Linked DNA regions of Anas platyrhynchos: region 1 is linked to region 2. Evidence: chromatin contacts called from public Hi-C data. All regions are on one chromosome and are shown on one strand. Each heading gives the region's core, a stretch centred on a gene start, on an enhancer-like site or on the middle of the called end of the contact. The rest is flanking DNA. Distances are from core to core; before and after follow the strand shown.

Region 1 (5,860 bases), core at 1,048-3,547, 53 kb after region 2:
GATAACACCTATCTCCTCGTAGCAGGTGTGTGAGGGACCCAGGAAGGGAGAGGTAGCATGGGCTGGAGCCTACGTAGCTGTGCTGATACGCGTATGGAGATGTCGCTTCCAAGCGTATTCCTTTGTAAGCGAGGTCAAAATATAGCGTGATGTGCGAGATATATAATGAGTGAGAGGAAGAAAGACATGCTAACTGGGTTGGAAGATAACATTTTGTCTTCTGAATGGGTTCTTGTTATTGCCACCGATTGTTACTTTCAGAAAAAAAATTATGTTGAAATTATTCTTTTCTCTCTATTGTTTAGCTCTTGTTCTCAGCTTTGTTATGGCCACAAAGAGATGATAAAAATGGATTGGCACAAAGTTGGGTTTCGTGTATCATTTAGAGACAGGTTTAGAGTTATGTTTTCAGCCCTTAGCACTTTGATAGGGTCTGTTCTTCATTTTGAAAATAGCAATAAAAGAGTAAAGAACATAAGAAAACACAATTTTTTTTTAATGAAATTGTCAGTGCTGGTTTGAACTTTGTCTCTGATCTGTATGAAGTCTCTGAACTGTGCAGTTGGAAGAAAGCAGATAGAAAAGAGAGAGAAAATGTCCATGTTCCTGGCTACTTTAGACGGTAATAAAAAGCCCCCAAAGTGTTACTTGTTTTTAATCTGTATATTTATGTCTATATAAATCCACTGAGAATAAACTTTAAACGTTTGTTAGATTTAGAGAATTACCTTTTTGCATCAGTATCTATGATCTAGCACAAAAGAAACTAAACTTAAGCTTCTGCAAATTGCCCTCTTTGCTTCCAAAGGCATGGGTAACATTAAAGCATGATCTGAACTGGTGTTAAAGCGAGGAGTGGTGGTAAACGGGTGTGAAATGTTCCTGTGTGGCAATCAGAGGCACTGTGTGTGCAAAGGGAGATAGCTCACATTGAAGCTGAAGGACCAACCTGCAGCATTTGGCAGCACGGTGTTGTGACACGGTTGCCAACCTCTGACCTTGGTGGTGGGTGTTTTTCCATGGAGACCTTGAACGAGTCCAAGCCTTCAGCCTCCTCCTCAGAGAGAGTTGAAGAAATCTCCCCAGCTGCTTCTGCCCAGCAGCTGGAGAAGTGCGGTAGTGCCTGTCCTACCTGTAAGTTGTCAGGGTATTTTCCTAACAGCCTCAGTGCGCTTCTTGGGTCTGGAGGGTAGCAAATACAGAAGTTGGGAGAGAAGCAGCAGGAGCAAACCCAGGGCAACAGAGTTTAGTTCTGATAAAAGCCATGGATGGCAAAGGTCAGGGTTGCTTGAGGCAGCTGATACAGCAACGTGAACTGCTCCTCTCAGCCCAATTCTGCCATGTGGTTTCACGTGGGATTTGAAGAGATTAATTTCCAGCTCAAGGTGTGTGCTTTCAAACAGCCCTGGAGCTCCAGCTCCTAGACAAGCTCACAGCTTTTACGTTAGCCTGTGGCTACAGAAATGGATTACTGCCCTCAAAATGGCATTTTAAGGCATGTAAGGATCTTGCATGCAGCACATAACTACAGTCCTCAGTTTTGCAAGGGGGATGTCAAGGTGGTCCACTGACAGGGAAGAAAAAAGATGCTGCTTGTTCTTCCTGCACAAAATGCCCCTGATTATTATTCTTTTTTGTTTGTTTGTTTTGCACAGTTCAAATTGAATGGTGAGTGAGGACCTAGAGCTGGGGAAGCAGGGAGGCTGGGAAATGCTGATTTAAATCTTCAGAGCTGTTGGTAGGCTCAGGCAGCTTGTAGAATAGCCACTTCCATTGCATTTCCCCCATGCTTCTGCCTCATTTTCCCTCCTGAGAGGGATCCATGTTGTTGGGTCTTTCCCTTCTGCACCAAGAACAGCATGTTTGCTTTCTATGTCGTTTCCTCTTGTAGGTTTAAGGTTAGGCTTCAAGCTGTGCTGCTGTTATGTCTCCTGTCAGTGATGTGGCCATGCGATGGGGTATATCTCTTCACGATGCTTTGAAATGGCGGCGGTGCTCTTGGTTGCGTGCCCACACAACGACACACCATGGCTTCCACAAGATGGCTGCTGTGGTGGCCTAGCTGGCCTGGCCCCTGCTGGCTGCCAGCAGGGGAGGGAGGACCAAGTCGCTTCAAAACCATGGTAGGAAGGGTAGGAGATGGCCGTGGCTGCTGCAAGGCCTGAGCTTGCTTCCCATGGTGCTGGGGGGAGCCTGCACACTGAGGGCATGACTGGCTGGGAGCTTAAGGGCTTTCTTATCTGTGCGGTGTGGCACAGGCCCATGGCAGTGCGTAATTAATAACGATAACTAGCCCTCCTTATGCAACCAGGGAATGTCTGACAGCGTTAGTAGGTGGTTGCTCAACAACAAGGCATGTTACGACTAACCAGCTGGGACCAATTACGAAAGCCTCAGCGGTGCTAGCAAGCGCCTGCCTGCTCACATCCTCCGACTAAGTTGGGAAGACGAGTGACTGCTCTGCAACATGTGGGCAGCCTCACGGCCTGCTGGCATGTGGAGTTTGACTGAAGCTCAGCCACTACATCGAGCGTGGGGTGTGGGCACGCTCCAGGCTGTGCCTGCTGGTCACTGACCAGCTGTGGCTCCCTGCATCGGGGCTGTCTGTAGCTCATGCTCCCAGATTTGGGGTGGGGAAGTGCCCCCAGGGGCTGCACCACCACCACCACATCCCTCCCTACTCAGCAGCTTCTCCCAGCCCCTCACCGCTGCAGCAGCATCCATCCATTCCCAGGACCTACCCACAGCGAGCAGCTGCAGCGAAAAGCAGGAGCTCCCACTCACAGCTTCCTCATCGATGCTTAGTTGCTACATGAAGATTTCAAGAGTGTGCAACTAAAACATAAAATGAAGCAAAAGACTAAGTGGCACTGCACAGAAGAGAGGGGGGGAAAAACACTGAATCATTGTCCAAAAGGTGCAGCCATTAGAGAATAATAATAGTTTTTGTCTGTGGTGCAGCTGGGGCCATGGAAGCAGAAGGAAGGTCCTCAGTGACCTGTGCAATGGCTCTGTTTGTTTAATGTATGAAAACAAAGAACTGAAAAGCAGACAGGGCCCTTTGCAGATACTGCTGCTGTCTCGGTTCCTGTATCTGTGCCCTCTCTTGCTGCGTGTGTGTGCGTTTTCATGCTCCAAATCAACTAATCACAGCTACATGCTCTTGGATGCCTTCAGTTTTGCATCTCCTTCTCGGTGCTGGGGCACTCCCAGGTTGTAGAATTACTATTTTTGTAATTTAGAAACTACAACAAATAATGTGAAGTCAAACGGTTACTATTTTATTGTCTGTTTCTGCAACTGTCCTTCAGAACGAGCTTGTAGTAATGACATTATTCCCACCCCTCCACCCTGACCTCAGTCTTTTTCTATCCATTTAGCGAATGCTGCAGCTTGCTCTGTTTTTAATGGGTGGGAATCAATGTGGCTTTTTAAAATTGGATTCTCTCTGCCTGCACAAACAAAATCAATGGTGTTATTGAGCATGTGCAGGGCTGTGTGAACAGGAGCAAGCCAGCGGAGTTTGCTGCCTCAGTGAGGAAGGGGCAAAGCTTGTAGCTCACGCTGGGAGGATCAGGCTTTATTTCTGTGATTTTTGGTAAGGGCTGATGAGCAGCTCAGCACTTTACAGAAAGTAAGGTCTAGGGAGCACTCTTCATCAGATTAATAAGATTTTTAAGGTGATCAGCATGCTGCTGTACAATGGACTAAAGCCAGAGCAGTTTGAGTGCTGGCAGGAGGTTTGAACATCCCAGTAAAATGAGATTTGATCTGAACCGTGCTTTAGTTTGGTATCAATTAAAAACTGGGTTTTCCCCACCTCATTTTGCTCCTGCTGTGGCCTGGTCAGAGACCTCTGGTCTCTGAGCTGAGTTTCAGAGGGAGCATCAGGGGTGAGTTCTTGCCTTGCCCAAACTAAGTGTTTGTACCCAAACAAAGGGGATGGGGGATTTGTGTACCTGTGTTTTTTTTTTTGTTTTTTTTTTTTTTTTTTTTGTGTTTTTTTTTCTTTTGTGGGGGAATGCGTTCACTAATGCTGAGCTGTCTGGGAAACTCAACTGACAGAATTGTTTATGGCCTAGGGAGATGGGGGAAGGGCAGATTACAGATGGATGGTTTTGGTGTTTTGTTTTGGTTTTTTTTCCCTACTTCTTCAGGGATAATCATCAGATTTAACATTTTATTGTATGGTGTGGGAGGGATGGACTCTTCCAGCATGTTCTCTTGGAGACATCAGTGTCATGTGTAAGTCCTGGTTCACAAGGCTGTGGAAGATAGCTTGTGAAAGTGGATTAAATGATACAGAATATTTTCAATTAAACCCAGCTGGGTAGGTTTATCACGATCCATGAAAGTACCTTGTACTCGCTGGCCTTAAGAGCCTACCAACCACTGCCGCCGGCTGCGTTGGCAGGACAAAGAGCACGCACGGAAAGGAAGTTCAAAATTTATTCCTTGTTGAGTCTTGACCTCCCTGTGCAAACTACCAACACAGCGGGTGTATTTGTCTTCCAGGAATCAGGCTGATACTACCAGCCCTGTCAGACAGGATGCCAACAGCCTTCCAGCTGTAGCCAGTTTCAGACACCACTGATACGGGTCAGATTCAAACCAGTGACTTTAGTTTTATGTGAAAGACTCCAGAACCTTTTATCAACCTGCAGGGCCATTCAGTCATTTCGCATAAATGCACATGCCAACGCTTGTTTTGAACACGGCTTTGTTGGAGCACAGCGAGCTCAGTGTTTTGAATGAGAGCAGAAATTTCTGGCTGTATGACAGAATGGGTTTTCTAATATTCCTGTCAGCTGAGGAGCTCTGGCCTGAAAAGGAAGGGGTGGCAAGAAGGGGACTTTCCTACAGAAAGGCGTGCTTGTTCAGTGTCCTCTGTTCTTCTGGCCAAACAGGGTTAGCTTTAAGATGCTGTCAGCTGAGTGCGGAGCCTGATGAGTGGAAAGGAAGAGTTGTGTTTATGATGGTTTCATGTCTCCGTAGCCGGGAGGAAAACCTGAGCTGGCATTTGGTTCCTGACAGCAACTTCTGCTGTAGTGCTGCTCATGGATCTGGCTGTGTGACTTCCTAGAGAAACTCTCTGATCTTGGTTTTTGTGACCCACTTCAGGTCTCTTCATTTCTAAGTGCTCAAAATCTCCATCACCCCCAGATTCCATTTGCACATGGCATGGGAAAGCTTCTAACAAACAAGGAAATGAACCTTCTGCTGTCCCAGTTTGAGCGAGGATTTCTATATGGCTATCATTTAATTATGAGATTGTGACTGGCCTGGACAAATGAGACAGTTTCAGTATCCTATAATCAGTATGGCTCATCCATGCATACGTTATAAAGTATGTAGAGTAGCTATAAATGATGCAAGTACAGTGCTTGGTATGTGTAAGTATGTCCTGGTGGGCACCCTTCTTCAGTGTGCAGGCGCTGTCTTATCAATGCAAGAAGCTTGTGATCATCACATATCCGTTAAAGAAGTGAAAAATGTCTTTATTGGCCTCTTTTCTTTCCTCAGACAACAAAGGTTGTTCTTAGTATTTTTCAAATGTTGCCAGCAGTGGGGTTTTCTGCAATTTGCAAATCAGTGCGAGAAGCTTCCCGTGGTTGAAGTGCATTCAGCAAAGGGTCCAGTTGAACACCAGTTTACCAATCACCTAATTTCCACGTGTAATGCAGTTTTTAATCAATACAGCCTTTTTTTCAATATCTACTGCTGAGATTATTAGAATCTGGGAAGGAAAAAATAATACGGTGTATTGTAGCATGTACCAGGAGGGGCTTTTTTCCTCTGGCTTGTGCTGGGGACCTCACAAAGCAAGCCATTTGTTGTGGAGGGGACTCTCATAGCTGCG
Region 2 (5,484 bases), core at 1,986-4,485:
AGATCAGAAAGCAGGTGGTAGAGCTGAGCCACCTCCTGAATGCATCACTATCTGTGCACAGCAATGGCAAAGGGCAGCAATGGGTTGTACCCCCAGCTCCAAAGCACAAGTCCCGAATCTCCCCCAGAAGGAGGCTCCCGCAGAAGGCCCTTGGGTGAGCTGAGGAGAAAGGCTGTGCCCAGGAGGGTGAAGGCGTGCTCCTTCTGCATGCCCACACTCTGAGAGCTTCCTCCCTGCACCGGGCTTCAGCAGCCGGTCTGGGCCAAGGTCAGGACCTGTTGGGGCTGGTTTTGTTTACCCACATGTGCCACGACCTCAGTTGGCATTTAAATGTACATAGAGAATGGCCCTAGTCAGTGAAAATATCTCCATTGGCTTTCTTATCGTTACCAGCAGGTAAGCATCTATAATTTTTGTGGCATAACTGAACCGGAAGGCAATCAGGAATTGGTGTCCTGGGCCCATCTATTTCAGCACCTTGCCCTAAAAGAGGCAGAATAACCTGTGCTATGGAGCCAGGCAGCTTAACAGCTGTGTAGGTAGGTCCTGCATAGGTTTGGCTGCTCCAGTGTCACCCTCATGCTCCACCAGCCACCACAGTTGCCATTTCCATGCCCAGGCAACACAAAGTGAGTCCTGAGAACCCCTCTGCTGACCCCTTCCTCTTTTGTTCCGCTGGGGAGTGGATTTGTTTTATGTTTTAAGCTCTGGTGTCACGCTAGCATTGATGAAGTGCAGTTTAACGCAGGCCCAATGGCTACAGGATAGCTCAGGGTAAAACTGAGAGGGCAGAGAGAAGAAACCATCCGTGCACCTTCCTGCAGCAGGGACCACCGCCCCCATTTTACAGCTGAGGTTGTTGGTTTACAAGGTTGTTGTGGCGAACCTGAAGCCATGCTGCAGCAAAATGCAATGACGAGGAAGGAAGCTGCCAGGCGCTTTATTCTCCTGCTCCTCCACTGTGTTTTTGTCCTCTGCAGTTCTCTGATACTTTTCTGCCTCTCCTTCATGGCTCTGAAACGGAGCTCCACAGCTGCTGCTCTGATCAAGGGCAAGGAGACAGGCCGGGATCACAAGCATCAGTGGCCTCGAAAAATAGAAAATATCCTCAATCACAGGAGAAGAGAGAGGTGCAGAATTACAATGACCAGAAACACGTTTTGGGAACATGTGAAGTTATTGGCTTTGTGACGAGAGCCGAACACTGAGGGTCTGCACAGCTCGAGAAAAGAGGGGCAAGAAGCAAGCTCAAGGACCACACCGCTGCCGTCGGCACTGCTCGCCCTCCAGCTCTGGCTTGAACTTCTTGGTGATCCAGCTGGAGACATCTCCATTCCTTTCCCAGGTTTGGTGGTGTCTAATCTGGGGATCACTCTCAAAATGAAGCACTGATGAGACCGCAACAGGTTTTGCTCCCTCTGCTGTACGCAGTCCTCCAGTGCTGGCCCAGCCGCCTGTGCCCTCCAACACCTCCACCTGCCCCGTTGGCCGCTCCCCAACCCCAACGCGGTCAGCACGCAAAATCACCTTCATGCCGTAAACATAATGCAAACAGGAGACAGCCCCCATGGTGCCTCAGGCATTTTTAAGAGGGGGAAAAATCATGCAAAATGCAGAGGATACCTCGCACGCAGTGAGGCCCAGGGGAACCAGGGGATCAAGACCTCTGCAGTGTGGGCACAGCCATCCAGCTCTGTAGGGTGACCAGCGCGGTTTGTTCCCTGGTCCATATTTGTCTGCTGCTGTAGGCATGCTCTAGCACCACGAGGCTGTTAGGACAGCTTGAACCTCACTGAAATCCCTCAATAAAAGTTACTGTGTACCTCCTCCTCCTCCAGACATCCAGAGGAGGCAGCCGGGTGTCCAGCCCCGCCGTGACCCAGTGCTGCGGTAGGAGAGGTTTGGGCTGGCACCAGCAGCAGCGAGTGGCAGCGTTTTTAGGACCGGCCATAAGAGCAGGCATGAAGCGAGTTCATCATCCCCAGTCTGGTCCCAGACTGCTCACCAGTTAGGAGCTCCAGGCAGGCAGATCCAGACACAGCTAACGCAGGATCGCAGCCTGAGGTTTTGTTTCCACCTTTGCCAGAGGCTTTGCCACCATGTGTCTTGCATGGGTCTCAGCTTCCTTGCTTGTGTCACGGTACCTGGTGCCTTACCTTCCTTTGCAAAGCCACTTTTGGGAAAAAAAAATGGGTTCTGGATAACATGGCTTTGCCTATAGCTTTACCGTATGAATCGACAAAAACGATGTGGGTCGGGTTGGTGCTCTTACAGCGAGAGCTGAATGAGGGAGATGGATCCTTCAAAATAAAAATGGGGGGGGGGGGAGGGAGGGAGGGGTAGCAGCGGCTGTCAATCTCAGTAAGTAAACACTTCTTTGATGTGGTTATTTAAAAAAAAAAATAAAAAAATAACCCAAATCCTAAAAGCAACATCGTATGTTTATTTTAAATGCATCCGCTAAATATTTACACTGAAAGCAAGCTAAACGAAAAAAAAAAGGGGAAAACTGGAACTTTTGTCAGTGAACCAGATTGTGAAATGCCTTGAGGGAATAGAAGATTTATTTGGGGAGAGGGGGAGAGGTAGGAATTTTCCATGCTATTGTAAAACATGAGCTCAAATTATATGATCCCCACAGCCAGTGAATTGCAAAGCTTCAATCAGCTGCCTTTTTCTATTTTTTTTTTCCTCCCTTCCTCTCTTTTCTATAAAGAGGAGGGGGGTGGGGGGGGGAGAGAAGACAGAAGTGTTTCACCAACTTCTGTTGACTGTTCCTTTTTTCTCCTGATTGAAATGTGTTGTTAAACAAGATCCCACATAATCTCAGCAGAGGGTTCCTCTCGCTCGCTCCCTCTCCTTCTGGGAAGCCGCGATCAGTGCCATCGGCGCTTGATTATTTGCAAACTCCCTTCGCTGGCTTTTTTTTTTTTTTTTGCCCTTTTTTTTTTTTTTTTTTTTTCCTCCTCTCCCTCTCCGTCTCCCCTCTCTCTCTCTCCCTCCGTCTCTCTCTCTCTCTCTCTTCCCCCCTTCCTCTCGCCCCCAGCGCAACTTTCGCAGGCGCCCCGGCACACGCAGCCATGCCGCGCTGAGAGCGGGGGCACGGCGCCAGCCCCCCTCCTTCCCTCCCTCTCCCTCCCTCCCTCCTCCCTCTCCCTCCCTCCTTCCCTCCCTCCCTCCCTCCCTCCCTCCCCAGCGCCGCCGTCCCGAGCCGGGGGGGCCCCGCCGCCCGCCGCCCCTGCCCGGCCCCGCGCCGCGCCTCGCCCCGGCCCCGGCCCCGGCCCCGGCCCGGCCCGGCGCCGCCGCCCCCCGCCCGCTCGCCCGCCCGCCCCGGCCGCGTCGGAGGGCCGGCAGCGGGGCTGGATGTGCCCGGCTCCCCCCGCGCTGAGGCGGGCGGCGATGCAGAAGGCAGGCGGCAGCTTCGCCTCCGCCGAGAGACACCCGCTCAAGATGGCAGATGTGTGCTGAGTTTGGGGGGGCTGCGATCTCTCGCGTCGTTCGTGGCGGCGTTGCCATGAATAACGGGCGTCCTTGCACCGATGGCCCCCATGTACGAAGGTAAGCCCCGGGCACGCCACGGCTCCCCTCCAGCCCTCCCCTCCCGCGGGACCGGGGGTCCCCCCCGCAGCTCGCCGTGCCCCGGGGAGGCTGCAGCCCGGGGGGGGGGGGGGAGGAGACCGGGGCGAGCGAGGACGGGCGGGGGTCGCCACCCCGTTGCCCCCCACCCCATGCACCCCGTCCTGGGGTGCGGGGCTGGAGGGGGCGGCGGGCGAAGTCCGTGCCGGTGGCGAGCAGAACAATGAGGTGGCCGGAGCTTGCCCTGCGCCTCGGCGAGGCTCTCGCTGCCGGCTCCTCTCGCCCCTTCGCACGGAGTTGTCCCCCCCCCCAAAAAAAACCACACAGCACGGGGAGGGAGCGGGGACCCCGGTGGCAGCGGGCAGGGGGCACGGGGCTGCCGGCAGCCTGCTGTCAGCTCGGCTGGGGGGGGGGGACACCAAGTGCCCTAACTTAGTTCTGTGGGGTTCGAAGGGGGTGTGTGTGTGTGTTGGGGGGGGGTGCACGTTTTGGGGTGTCTGAAAAAAATAATAATTAATGATGGTGATGATGATGATTTATGCGTGTGAACGGCTTGGTTTAAATCCCCTGGCGCTGCGCTGACGGCAGGGTGCCGGGGGAGCATTACATAAAGCGGGGGGAAACCCGCCCGGTGCCGGTGCCTGGGGGGGGGGGGGGGATAGGGGAAGATAAGGGAGGGGGGGGCCCGGCAGTGGGACTGAGGCTGGGCAAAACTTAATCCGAGGGGAAAGCCGACTCCGGGCTGCGGCGCCCGGCAGCGGGGCGGTGTAAAGTTACCGCCCCGCCGGGTTATTCCTGGGCAGCCCCGCACGGCCGGGACCCCGCGGGAGACAAAGACGGAGCGATTTCGGCAGCGGAGGGAGGCCGAAACCCTCCCTTCCTCCCCTCCCCTTCCCCTCCTTTCCCTTCCCTTCCCTCCCTCCCCTCCCCGTCTGCCGGAGCCCGGCGCCGCCGGGGGGCGCGGAGGGGCCCAGCGCGGCGGCGGCTGCGGGCCGGGGCCGGGGCCGGGGCCGGTGCCGGCGGAGGGCCCCGGGTGCCGCTCGGTGCCGGCCCTCCGGAGGCGCCCTCTGCTGGCCGAGCCGCCCCGCCAGCACCCCCCGAGCCCCGGGCAGCCTCCAGCGGGAGGCCGAGGCCGCTGCGCCGCCGCCCGAGCCCACCTGCACGGCCCCCGGGGGCTGCTCGGGACCCGGCTGCGGAGCCCCGCGAGGGGACGGGGTCGTGGGCGAGCCGCGGGGACCCGGCGGGGGGTTCTCAGCCTCCCTGGGTCCCGGGGAGGTGGCGGTGCTGGAAGTTTGGTGCCCGGGAGCACCCAAACTTGTGCAGCAGCAGCCTGGCCCCGTGTGTGTGTATAGGGGGAAATGATAACGCCCTGACAAGCACGCTGTATGAGCAGATTCCCTGGAAAGGCTGTGGAAAAACCCCAAGGCAGCCAGCCGGACTCTGCCCGCACGCCTCGAGCCTCGGAGGAGGCGACTGCGCCAGTCCTCAGGAGCCAGCCAGCGGCGCGAAGGTGGATGGGGATTGTGCTGGCTGCAGTGTGCTCGCGGGTGAAGTTGCTTCTGGATAGGTTTCAGGCAGGCGGAGGAGGGGTTAATGAATGTTACTCGCCTCCGAGTTGCCGTGAGAGGTCCTTAGAAATCCCTGAAATATCGCAGCGCATTGATAAAAAACTTATCGCAGGGGATGCGATCGCCTCCTTGGAAGGAGACGGGGACCACGGTCCTCCCTCCGGAGCGTACCGTGTGTGTGTGTGTAGCAGCCCGGTCTGTGGCCCTCCTCTGGAGCATCGGCGACATTTAGGCCGCTGTGGAGAGCCGGGCGGCTGGCTGAGCGCTGCGGCGGGCAGCTGCTGCGTTCCTGCCGGCGCGGCGAGGGATGGGGGGATCTCTCGTGGCACATACGCACGCC

Evidence for each region. Hi-C and Micro-C count contacts between places; a contact is called where the count stands out from the background.
Region 1: a contact with region 2 is called in a Hi-C map of subcutaneous adipose tissue, with 2.1 times the contacts expected there. The contact joins the enhancer-like site here to the promoter of HIPK2 in region 2. A contact is called at or near these places in 2 of 8 Hi-C or Micro-C datasets (liver and subcutaneous adipose tissue).

Annotation. Positions count from the first base shown.
Region 1 is chr1:59,456,979-59,462,838 of IASCAAS_PekinDuck_T2T, forward strand. All of the region lies in intron 2 of HIPK2 (homeodomain interacting protein kinase 2), which reads left to right. Among named protein-coding and RNA genes, the nearest start is that of HIPK2, 54 kb to the left of the region's middle. Within about 2 kb of position 2,298, at least 5 of the 8 cell types and tissues checked have an H3K27ac peak or open chromatin away from gene starts, as enhancers often do. A contact at or near this core is called in subcutaneous adipose tissue, where this site is marked.
Region 2 is chr1:59,402,557-59,408,040 of IASCAAS_PekinDuck_T2T, forward strand. HIPK2 (homeodomain interacting protein kinase 2) reads left to right here and starts at 3,236. Exons shown (of 15, transcript XM_027449100.3): 1 at 3,236-3,558. The coding sequence starts at 3,540.